Regions from separate parts of the Sus scrofa genome. Here region 1 is linked to region 2. A link is a contact called in public promoter capture Hi-C data. All regions are on one chromosome and are shown on one strand. The core of a region is the stretch at or near the end of the contact, and the rest is flanking DNA. Distances in the headings are between cores, read along the strand shown.

Evidence for each region. Promoter capture Hi-C pulls out the DNA fragments that hold promoters and counts their contacts.
Region 1: a promoter capture Hi-C map of liver shows a contact between it and region 2, with 2.6 times the contacts expected there. The contact joins the enhancer-like site here to the promoter of ARF6 in region 2. A contact is called at or near these places in 1 of 5 promoter capture datasets (liver), 4 of 47 Hi-C or Micro-C datasets (blood, embryonic fibroblasts, liver and 1 more) and 2 of 2 datasets of contacts at active chromatin or transcription factors (alveolar macrophages and skeletal muscle).

What each region holds. Positions count from the first base shown.
Region 1 is chr1:179,748,398-179,754,709 of Sscrofa11.1, forward strand. No RefSeq gene overlaps it. Among named protein-coding and RNA genes, the nearest start is that of ARF6, 38 kb to the left of the region's middle. Within about 2 kb of position 3,909, at least 15 of the 83 cell types and tissues checked have an H3K27ac peak or open chromatin away from gene starts, as enhancers often do. A contact at or near this core is called in liver, where this site is marked.
Region 2 is chr1:179,710,203-179,716,083 of Sscrofa11.1, forward strand. ARF6 (ADP ribosylation factor 6) reads left to right here and starts at 3,835. Exons shown (of 1, transcript NM_001078677.1): 1 at 3,835-4,362. The coding sequence starts at 3,835. The coding sequence ends at 4,362.

The DNA of each region.
Region 1 (6,312 bases), core at 2,659-5,158, 38 kb after region 2:
TCAGTGTTCTTTACCTCCTCCTTTCCTTATTTCTGTAACAATTTTTAAAAATTCAGATTGTTTTCACTTTGGCAGAGTTTATAGCATTTACATTTTCTTCTGTAACCATAATTTCCACTTTTGTTTTAGTTCTAGTCTCACAATTAAATAGTTCACAGGTACTTCTTTGGTGTAGTTTTTCCATTCTTGTCTTGGTTGACTGAAATTTGTTTTCTGATAGTTTTTTCAGAAAGAGCCCTTGGGAAAAGTATTTCCTGGGTGTTTGTAAAATAGCTTCCTGCCTTTAGAAGTGAATGATGGTTTGGAATACATTCTTTCTGGGAGAATTTTCCAGATACTGCTATACTCTCTGTCTAATATTGAATGTTATAGAGAAATCTGGGGCTAATTTGATTTTTCTCCCTTATTAACGACATGATTTTTCCCTTCAACCCTTTCCACACCCTTGGGCACTAAAAGAATGTTTATTTTAAAGTCTTTTAATTTCAAAGTCTAGTAAACTGAGTATGACTATAATTGATCAAGATTTTTGTGGGTCATAGCATGTAATTTCCATTAGTAAATGCAAGTCTTGTCTTATTCCAGGAAAATTTTCTTGAAATATATCTTTCAATGTTTGTTCTCTTCCATTATTCACGTTATCTTCCTCAGGTCCCTTTATTTTGTGAATATTGAATTGCCTACTCTGGCTTTGATATTTACAAATTTCTCTCTGAACAATTTGGTCTTTGTTCACATTTCATTCTGTACCTTTTTCTCATTTCTGACCCCTATGTTCCATACTGTATTTTTTTTTACCCTTACCCTGTTTCCAGTTTTGCATGCTTCTCCTCATGATTTTACTTTTTTCTTTTTTCATTCCTTTTTCTGAGCTCTGTCAGCTTATGTTTCATCTCCTTCAGTCATCTCAGCCTCCCTTCTCTGAGTGTTATTTCTTTGTTTCATGCTCATTTTCTGGAAACAATTGCTCCATTACCTTCTTTTTTTTTAATTTAAGGCAAAATATGTGTTTAGAATTTTCATCTGCTCTGAGGTAACATTTTCATGGTGAGTGGTGGCTATGTTCATCAACATTTGTTTTTCTGTTCATTTTTCATTTTTTTCCTTGTATCTTTGTTGGTTCCCATTTCGTTCCTCATCTTTGAATGGGGAGAAATCTTCCTAGATTAAATATTTATTTACAGGAGGTTTGTGTTGTGAAGGGGCCAAGGACACCTCTTATATCATCAAGAATTTTTCCTTTGACCCAGGGTTTTGCCAGTGAGATATTTCAGCCTTTTCTTCTTCCTAGCCGCTGCAGATAGGCAGTGCAGAGCTGTTCACAATACAATCTCTTTTTTCTCCTTGTGAACCTGATTTGCTGTGAATGGCTTGTTTGTGGGGTTCTAGTTTAGCTCTACCTTTTCTGCTACTCAAAACCAAACTAGGTCCAGGGAAACTCATGCTACTTGACTACCCATCTGTACTAATCAGCTAGAGCTGTTATAACAAAATACCACCAATCAGGTGGCTTAAAATACAGAGATGTATTGTTTCACAGATCTGGAGGTTAGAAGTTGGAAATCAAGGTGTTGGCAGCGTTGGTTCCTTCTAGAGCCTGTGAGGGAGTATCCATCCCACACCTCCATTCTAGCTCCTGGTGCCTACTGGCAACGCTGGGAAGTAAATGCATCACTGTTACATCTGTCTCCAACATCACATAGCATTCTCCTCTCTGTGTCAAATTTCCCTTTTATAAAGACATCAGCCATTGGATAAGGGCTCACCCTAATCTAGTATACCTTATTTTACCTTGAGTATGTCTGCAAACCCTATTTCCAGATGTACCAGAGGTTAGGAATTCAACACATCATTTAGGGAGACACAATTCAACCCATAACACCACCTTTTTCCTGCTGCTGTACCAACAGAGCCACTGATGTTTCACCTCAGTGTGCGCATCTCATTGGCAGAGCTATTAAGCTCTTTCTGAGATATGCAGACTTGGGTGCCCTCTCTCAGCTTCCTTTCATGTCTTTGTTCAGACTTCACTGCTTTTGGTACCTATTCCACCCATTTTGTGGTTAAATTAAAAAGATTTTTTTTTTTTGGTGTTCCTGTTGAGGTGCTGCAGAAAGAAAGCCAACTAGTAACCATGAGTTCACGGGTTTGATCCCTGGCCTGCCTCAGTAGGTTAAGGATCTGGTGTTGCCCTGAGCTGTGGTGTAGGTCACAGACGTGGCGTGGATCCTGCGAGGCTGTGGCTGTGGTGTAGGCTGGCAGCTACAGCTCCGATTTGACCCCTAGCCTGGGAAACTCCATATGCTGAGAGTGAGGCCCTAAAAAGAAAAAAAAAAAAAAAAAAGATTTTATTTTTTTGAAAATGAGATTTTTATTCCTGCCTCTTTTTCCTTTGGTTTTCAAGAGATGACAGAAATGCCAATTTTATGTGACATCTCCCAACTGGGAATGCCTTTGTTCTCCCTCATTTTTAAGGAGTCACTGCTACATTGAATTGAAATAGAAAGGAATGTACACAATTTTTAGTACTTATTTCAGTAAATTATTCTTCTAGTCTCAACCTGGCATGCCAGTTCTAACCAACACTAATTCATAGGTAGGAACTAATAGAATTTACTACAGGGAGACTTAAAAATCTTTCATAAGGATCATATTGAGCTGATACACAATTGTAATGATTTTTTACATTTATATAACAATCAGTGTCATACTTCTTTATATGATAATTAGAAAGGTAATATTTATTTTTCTCAGTATTTAACAAGTCTGTGTTTCATCTTTAGAATTATGTAGAGTGGAACATTTTTTTTTTAAGGTTTAGATTATTTTTGCTCTAGTTGGACCTTTCTAAAAATAAACATTTTAAGAAATCTAAAACTATTCTGTCAACTTAACAGATTCATTTCCAGGAATAACCACCACTTCTTATGTATGAAATATTTAAAAAAAATTGTAGCCTCCAAATATTCCTGGAATCTGCTGATTTATTGAGATTTATTCTTACAATACTTTCTACTATGGCCTACTAAATACTTAATTTCATTAAATGCTAATAACAAGTCTGGCTTTTCAAGTCTCTCCAAGCTTGTCAATTTTGAATTATTACCACTTCAGTTGCACTGTGATTCTTCTGAATGGCAGAGTCAGCAGTTACATTCTGCTAAGTAATGGATGCATTCGACATACAGAACTGCTCAGAATTACAGAGCACACGAAGACGCTCATTTTAACCATTTCTTTGCTTAGGACAATGAGCAGTAAATTACAGTTGCGCAAATGATTTTTGCTGGGGTCGGCATTTGGGGAAAACATTTGTGTGCTTTTTAATTAATTAATTAATTTTCATTTTCAGCTGCCCCTTGGCATATGGAGTCCCCACGTCAGGTATCAGATCTGAGCTGCAGTCACAACCTAAGCCCCAGCTGAGGCAATGCTGGATCCTTAATCCACTGTGCTGGGCCCAGGATTGAACCTGCGACCCAGTGTTCCCTAGATGCCGCCAATCCTGTTGCACCACATCGGGAACTCCTTATGTGCTTTTAAAATAACAACATTCCTGGGCTACCACTAACCTAATCACACCAGAGCCAATGTGCACTGTGTTCAGATCTTGGTTCTACAAGCTGTGTGAGCTTGGGCAAGTTTCTTAACCTGTCTGTGCTTCAATTTCTTCAACTGGAAAATGAATGGGATCAAATGGTGTTGGATTAAATGGGTTAACATATATAAAGCATTCTGAACTCTGTCTGGTCCACCTGAAGCACTGTAGGAGTGTTAGCCATCATGACAAACATTAGTTATTTTGTTCATTTTCTCCCTGGACCTGCAGCCAAGCTAGCACAGAAGCAGCTACTGACTAACCACACTGAGAATTACTAGCCTAGTGCTTCGTAGGTATTTAGAAACCACTGTTAAATTAATGATTAGAGAAGTTGTGTAGTAGGAAGGACACCCAACTTGAATCCTCACCTCAATATCTACAAGACAGGAAGTTGCATTCAAGAGAGAAAAAGCCTCAAATCTCCAAGAACAGTGTCTGGCGTGTGGGTGCTCTGTAGCTCTTAGTGGAATCGGAGTAGTTCAGGAAGCTATTTCAGAGTGGGAATGTTTGCACCCCTTATTCCAACTACAGAGAAGGGAGGGTAAGGTACTGATCACCAAGGAATGGAGAGACTCTAAAAGGGAAAAGTCAACTTGTGACTCTGCAAGCAAATAAAAATTGCTGGTCGAGGAAATAAGCATGTGGCAAAAATGAAAGAGATTAATATGGGCAAGCTACTGTATCCGATCTCTTCTGTAAATATTTTCACTCTTGTGAGTAAAATTTCTCCCTTCTTTCTTAGGAAGAATTTAGGATTTTTTTAACAATTAGATGTTTGGCTTCCATCTCTGTCTGTGTGGAAAAGCCCATTGGGGTATTGTGGCCTTGTTTGTGTCTCCCCTCAAGCCCCAACCCCCTTCCTTTCCACAGACCTCAACTTGCTACTCCTTGTGAGCTATTTCAGTTTTCCTGTTGGGGAGGTGGGCAAGACTTATAAAGCTATTTTGTTTCAGGTAACAGGAAGCCTGGGGATTGGATGGAAAAATGAGAGCCCTGTTTAATAAGTCAGGTGGTGCTATGAAAAGAACAAAGGCTTTGGAGGTAAAGACCAATCTTTCAGTTAAGGTTCCAGGATTTACAAGCTGGGTGGTCTTAGGCAAGTTAGTTAACTGCTCTGAAGCACATTTTTCCTATCTGTAAAACGGGACTAATATTTTTCTAACCCTGTTGTAAGGATTAAAAATAATTTGTGTAAAATGCTGGGACGAAGTAGGCCCTAAACTAAGAGTTGTTTTTCTCACTGTTAACTGAAGACAGAAGCCTCTGACCTGATTCTTTTTAAGCCAGCTTGACATTTCCTGTCTCTAGCAGTGAGAGGAAAACTAGAAATAAAACATAATTTTATATACGAAGATTCTATTCAAGGTCTCTATGCATTATGGGATAACAGAGGATCTACATTTTTAGAAAATCATCTATTTTGTCAAATAATCAGAACACTATAGCCAATTGCTCATAAGAAAACAAATGGTTTGATGTTAGCTGAGTAGCAGCATAAAGTAAGATTTAGATGCTAAGGGCAGAAACTATCTTCTGTAGGTTTCCCGGAAACAGCTGCTCTGGTGTGGTGTACACAGGAAGTGCTGAAAGTGCTTGTGAAGTATTTTACTGAAGTGCACTTTACACATATTTATACACACATACATTTTTATAACTCATTTCTGGACAGTTGAGAATGAATCTTAAGAGGAAAAAAAATGTAGTCAAGCAAAGCCTTTCTTAGGGTTGTCAAGGCTAGGTTTGAATACTGATTCATCCTTTGTCATTGTCAAGACCTCCTGGTGCTGCACGAACAAGCAAGCCTGGGTAAGCAAAAAGATGGGAGGGAACTCAACACCAAGGCAACCTCCTGTTCTGCTAGGGCCTGGGCTTCAAGTAATTTTCTTCTACCTATGTTTTAATTTTCTTTAGTGAACATACTTTTATACTTTTAAACCCTGATCTTTCTCCTTCAGTCATGGATATGCAAGCGCATATGCATCCCCCACCTACGCCTTCAGGACACAGACATCCTATTACAGAGGCCAATATGACTAGGCTGAAGCTAAACTAAAACATTAAATGTAGGACTAAGGAGTTCCCTGGTGGTCCAGTGGTTAGGATTTGGCTTTTTCATGGTTTTGGCCTAGGTCAGTCTCTGGTCTGGGAACTGAGATTCCACATCAAGCTGCTACATGCCATGGCAAAAAAAAAAAAAAAAAAAAGTAGGACTGAAAGACTGAAAAAGAGAGTCCTCATTTCATCATTCTCTTGGGATTTAAGTACTGATATGTCAGAACAAGATCTAAAGAGTTCTGATTCTTTCACATACAAGCTGGATTTACAACTTTTGTTCACAGTCCTGAATTTTGGCATTGGTTAGGAATACCACAAAACATATGAAAATATTTTTATGCAACAGGTTTGGATTTTTTTTTTTTTTTTTTTTTGTCTTTTTGCCATCTCTAGGGCCATTCCTGCGGCATATGGAGGTTCCCAGGCTAGGGGTCGAATCAGAGCTGTAGCCACCAGTCTACGCCAGAGCCACAGCAACTCAGGATCCGAGCCACATCTGCAACCTACACCACAGCTCACAGCAATGCCGGATCCTTAACCCACTGAGCAAGGCCAGGGATCGAACCTGCAACCTCATGGTTCCTAGTCGGATTCATTAACCACTGAGCCACGACGGGAACTCCAGGTTTGGATTTTTAAAATCAAAAGTTACATGA
Region 2 (5,881 bases), core at 2,585-5,084:
ATAAGGATGAAGGTTTGATCCCTGGCCTCACTCAGTGGGTTAAGAATCTGACATTGCCGAGAGCTGTGGCATAGGTTGCAGTTCAGCTCAGATGGAGCGTGGCTGTGGCACAGGCCAGCAGCTGTGGCTCCGATTTGACACCTAGCCTGAGAACTTCCATATGCCATGAGTTCGGCCATGAAAAGAAAAAAAAAAAAGGCAGAGATCCATTTTTCTATAATAGTCTTTGAAACTTTCATTTGTGTCTAAAACTTAAAGCAGTGAAACAGAATGCAAATAGAAATCTAACCATTTTGTTCCAAAAATGTAAATTTTATTTGTAAAATACTTCACTGAACAATGTTTTTAAAATTGAAATTTACCCTTTTTAAACTGTTCACTGTTTCAGGAAAACAAAATTTCATCAGTGGTATGATTTAGTAGTCACCCGAACTGTTACTTTTTGCAGTAATTTGGTTTTATAGAAATTCATTTACTTAAAATACTTTTGTATATATACAGAGTTAAAAATTTTCACTGTCTGTAATTATATTCTGGCCATTATCTGCTTTATGATTATTACTTAAAATGTACTGTATAACTTACTGTATGATGAGCCACTATAAGATACTCCACTGTATTAAGATTATTAACTGATTATTTCAAACCCCAGATAAAAATAGTATGTGCCTTTCCTTTTTATTTCATCTGTGGTATAAAAGGCATTCATTCATTCAAACAATGACTGAACTCCTGATACCCTACACTCCATCACTAAGGATATCAGGTTGACAAGGCAAACTCTCTGCCTCCATTTATTCTGGTAGAAGATAAATGGAAATTGGCTTTCAAAAATAAACTTTTTTAGGCCTAGCACAGTGCCAGTGCCAGGTAGATGCTAGTGCTTCAAGCTGCTTCTATCTTTTTTGGCCACACCTTGGGCATATGGAGTTCCCGGACCAGGGATCAGTACTGAGCTGCAATTGCGACCTATGCCACAACTGTGGCAATGCAGGATCCTTAACCACTGTGCTGGCTGGGGTTTGAACCTGGATTGGACCTGTGACCCAGTGTTCCCAAATGCTGCTAATCCTGTTGTGCCACAGCAGGAACTCCAAGTTGCTTCTATTTTTAATAATATCACACAGTACACTGAAAAATAAATCTAAGCCCAGCAGCTCAATCTTCCATCTGGATGGAAAAATTGGTATCTGCTCTGAGAAAACTATTATGTTGGAATGAGGCAAAATATAGTACTCACTACCACATATAAAAAATTCCTTCCTCAAATGTAGTAGTAATTACTATGACACTTTCTTTATAGTTATAAAGCATTTTAAGAAATACAGCTGACCCTTGAATAGTGGTACAGGGCTGGGGATGGGGGTAAGGTAGGGTAGTAGGGCTGACCCCAACACAGTCTAAATTCTGAGGATAACTTCTTAGATGGCCCTCACATCCCAGGTCCTGCATCCGTGGATTCAACCAACCCAGATTGTGTAGTGACAAGAGTACATATTTATCTAAAAAAAGACAAGTACAGTGGATCTGTGCAGTTCAAACCTGTGTTATTCAAGGGTCAACTATACTGTAATCAGATTTCCTGAAGTACTTACAGGGGGTGAAAAAGCCTAATTTTGGGGTTAAGAGAGAATGAATAAATTCACCATATCAGCTTTGTGACCTCTGAAAAATTACTCAACATCTCTAACTCTCGGTTTCCTCCTAATTAATACTAATTAATGAACCTCAAAGCTAACTCACATGGTTGCAATGCATATTAAAATATTTGAAGTATTTAGTACAGTGTTTATAACAATCAATAAATAATGACTATTTTCATTCATGGTATCATTCTTCATTTGGTTCAACAGGTAAAGAAAATGAAGTTTGCAAAGGCTGAGAGAAAAGGATTCACAGCTATAAAATGGAGGGTGACATTTGAAACCCCAGTCTTCTGACTGCACATCCTTTGTTTTAAGACAGTACATATTAAGGAAGAAAGTAAATTAAATCATTGCCAAAATATTAGTAACTTCAGTAAATTTACTTCAGGCTGAAGCTTAAAGGTTATCACTTAACCAATCTACCATTATCAAATTTTTTTTAAACTGTGAAACAAAAAGTATGTTACTTTATGCTATCACATCATATTCTTTAAAAAAAAAAAACAAACACGCTATTTTCCTGTTTTTCCTCCTTTTGGTTTATTTCAAGCTTTCTTCATATTTGAACTTTATCACTAATCATTTGATACAAAGAGGGTTCCCTTTCTACAAACATTATACGTATAATAATAAAAGCCCTCAAGTGGGCTTCTAGACAGTGGGGTCAGAATTACACTCAGTTTACGCATGAGATCAACTCGATAAGGTCAAATGTCCGAATCCAGGCGTCAGAAGTAGTTTTTCCTATTCTAAATCCAACGCTAAGATTATATAGACGAGGCTGCTGAAAATTAAGAATGAGAAACTACTACTAATCACAGTAAAAGATATTTAAAAAGGAAAAGCATGGGAAGTCTTGAAAATACTGTAATTTTTAAGAAACGTGGATTGCTCCTGACGGCTCAAACACTCAAAAGACGGGCTTTAGAGGAAACCCAAACCCAGTAAACGCGCCGCACTGAACGGCAAATCCCACGGGAACCACTGGCCTCCCACGTGTCTCTCAGGAAATGCACAAAACGAAGGAAAAAGAAAGCCAAAGGGAGTTGGGTGAAAGGTTTAAAACAGCAGATAGGGATTCACAGGGAGATGGAGGGCACACGAAGCCTGGGGTGGGCAAGAGAGAACTCGCAGAGCATCTGGCAGGCGCCGAGGACGGAGAAGAGGCCTGGAAGCAAAGCAGGGGGAGGCTTTCATCTGGAGAGCGGGCGGCCAACGGGCCCCACCCAGTGGATCTGCTTCTCAGGTTCCAATGGGGGCGGAGGAGGAGAGCGCGCGGAAGAGAAAAGCAGAGAGGGGAGAAGACGCTAGAATAGCTACAGGTGGGCGCGGGTCAGAGCCCGGGCTGCGCGGGAGCAGGGCTGGCCCCACCTGGGAGCCTCCGAGCCGCCGTAGCCCCGCCCCTCCGCGCGTGGCGCCCCTGACGCTTGGCGCGCAGGCCGCTCTCCTTACAGAGGTCGCTCTTGTCCCGAACGGTCGGCCTCTGCTGCGCCTGCGTCGTCGGGAGGGGAAGTGAGGCGGTTTCCTCGGCGCCTTTTCCGGCGGCGGCGGCGGTAGAACTGGGAGGAGGCGGTGGAGGCCGGAGGGAGCCCGCGCTCTGGGCGGCGGCTGGAGGTAACCTCCTGGGCTGAGCTGGAAAGGCGGGCTCCTTCGGCCTCCGCTCTCTTCTGGGGCTCCCGCAGTAACTCCCTTTTTCCTCTCTGTGTTTCTGCAGGCAGCGCACCGAGTTCCCGCGAGGATCAATGACCCGACGGGGCGCCGGAGCCGCTCTGCTCTCGTGTGGCCTGGGTCAGTGGTGAGCGCGGTGCTCCGCGGACCGGAGGCCGGGCCGAAGGGCCGCAGTCTCCCGCGGCGGAGTGAGGTGAAGGCGGCCGAGCAGGAGCCGGCGGCGGCGCTTGTACGGCGCCTGCGGGGGGAAGGGCAGTTCCGGGCCGGGCCGCGCCTCAGCAGGGCGGCGGCTCTCCCAACGCAGACTCAGGCCGCGGCGACGGGAGGAATCAAGTTGTGTGGTCGGTGATGCCCGAGTGAGCTACGGGCCCGGGCCTCTGCCCTGAGGAGGCAACTCCCACGCAGGCCGCACGGGCCCCCTCGCGACTGGGAAGCTCCGTTTCGGTTTCGCGGCGGCGGCGGCGTTGTTGGAGGGGACCCGGGACACCTGAATGCCCCCGGCCCCGGTTCCTCCGAAGCGATGGGGAAGGTGCTATCTAAGATCTTCGGGAACAAGGAAATGCGAATCCTCATGTTGGGCCTGGACGCGGCCGGCAAGACAACCATCCTGTACAAGTTGAAGCTGGGCCAGTCGGTGACCACCATCCCCACCGTGGGTTTCAACGTGGAGACGGTGACTTACAAAAACGTCAAGTTCAACGTATGGGATGTGGGCGGCCAGGACAAGATCCGGCCGCTCTGGCGGCATTACTACACCGGGACCCAGGGTCTGATCTTCGTAGTGGACTGCGCCGACCGCGACCGCATAGACGAGGCCCGCCAGGAGCTACACCGCATTATCAATGACCGGGAGATGAGGGACGCCATAATCCTCATCTTCGCCAACAAGCAGGACCTGCCTGATGCCATGAAACCCCACGAGATCCAGGAGAAACTGGGCCTGACCCGGATTCGGGACAGGAACTGGTATGTGCAGCCCTCCTGTGCCACCTCGGGGGACGGACTCTATGAGGGGCTCACATGGTTAACCTCTAACTACAAATCCTAATGAGCATTCTCCACCCATCCCCCAGAAGGAGAGAAATCAAAAACCCATTCATAGGATTATCGCCACCATCACCTCTTTGAATTGCCACTTTCTCTTCTTTTGAATTTGAACTTTGGAGTTACAGTTCTACGGTTTGGGGGAGGGGGTTAGGGGGTTTCTTTTTTGTTTCTTTTCTTTTTCTTTCTTTCTTTTTTTTTTTTTGGCTTTGCGTTAGGATGCTCTGAGCTGACTTTTGACACGAACACAAAGTACTTAGATACTCTCGTTGACTTCCAGCAAATGGGATGGGGGAAATACAGCAGTTCTTGATAAATTCCTTTATAATAATGGTTTGATTTTTTTATTTCGAGAGAATCTTCTTTTCCAATGTATGCTTTTTTCCTTTTTGCCCAGTTTCCTTATCACTTGCTGTAGATGGCTTATTTTGCATTCATGCAGACTATGTTGCAAGTCTGTTTCATCTAGTAAACTGAAAATTATTGCTTAATCAAACTGCCGTTTGTCTTTTATATTTAAGGCCTTTTCCCCCTCCCTTATGAATTCCAACTTAGTAAATTCAAATGTGACCTTTTATATCTAAGACCAGTATAGTAAACTTAGCCCACAGGGGCAAATAATGAGTAATATCATTGTAATATGTTCCAGTTGCACATCAGTATGTTAAAACAGGTAATGTAAGTTCTTTGAAATGTCAGCTTTTAAGTTCTGAAACATACATCATGCATGAGTAAGGATAAAACTCAAGTTCCCCTTTACAGAGCTAACTTACAGTGCATAAAAATATGAAAATGTAACCAGTCAAGGACACAGATTTTTTTTTTCACTGCAAAGTTAGCAACTTTGCTGTGTTTTCCCTCTTTTTTAACTTTAAAAACAGACTCTTCCAGAAAATGGAGCAATAATGTTGTATGCCATATACAAAAGAAATATTTGTAGATATTTTAAGTGACTTTTGGGCAAAACTGGAATATATCTTTTACTATGTTTCAAATGTCTAAGACCAATCATATTAAAATTACCAGAATGTTTACTTTGTTCATTAATAAAGCATTTAACAATTCAAGTTATATGCACCTTTTACCTAGTTGGAAAGAAAAACATTCCTGTTTCCACATTACAGCAACTGAATAAGCTGAAGATATCTTTTTTTAATAGACGAGTGATTCTTATCTCCATTAATTAGAACACTGGAAAAGATGTTTTATAAGAAAGGTATTCTTTTTGATTGTAGGATTAACTCATGCAAATAGTCAGATATCCTGTTGGTTCAATGATACACCATCTCCTTTAAGGAAGGAAATGTGAGATGAATGAATGATGTGTAGACTTGAAGAATGACAAAGGGGAAGTAGGATGTAGAGAAAGAACCTACAGATGACAATGAATGTAAACTTATTCAAGGGTAAGCAGTGTGCTCACTGGTGATATCCAGATCTTAACAAGATGACTTGCTTAGCTGGTTAGGACCAGTAACAAGATTATTGAGACCACTATGGTAATACTTTGAACCAAATGTTAA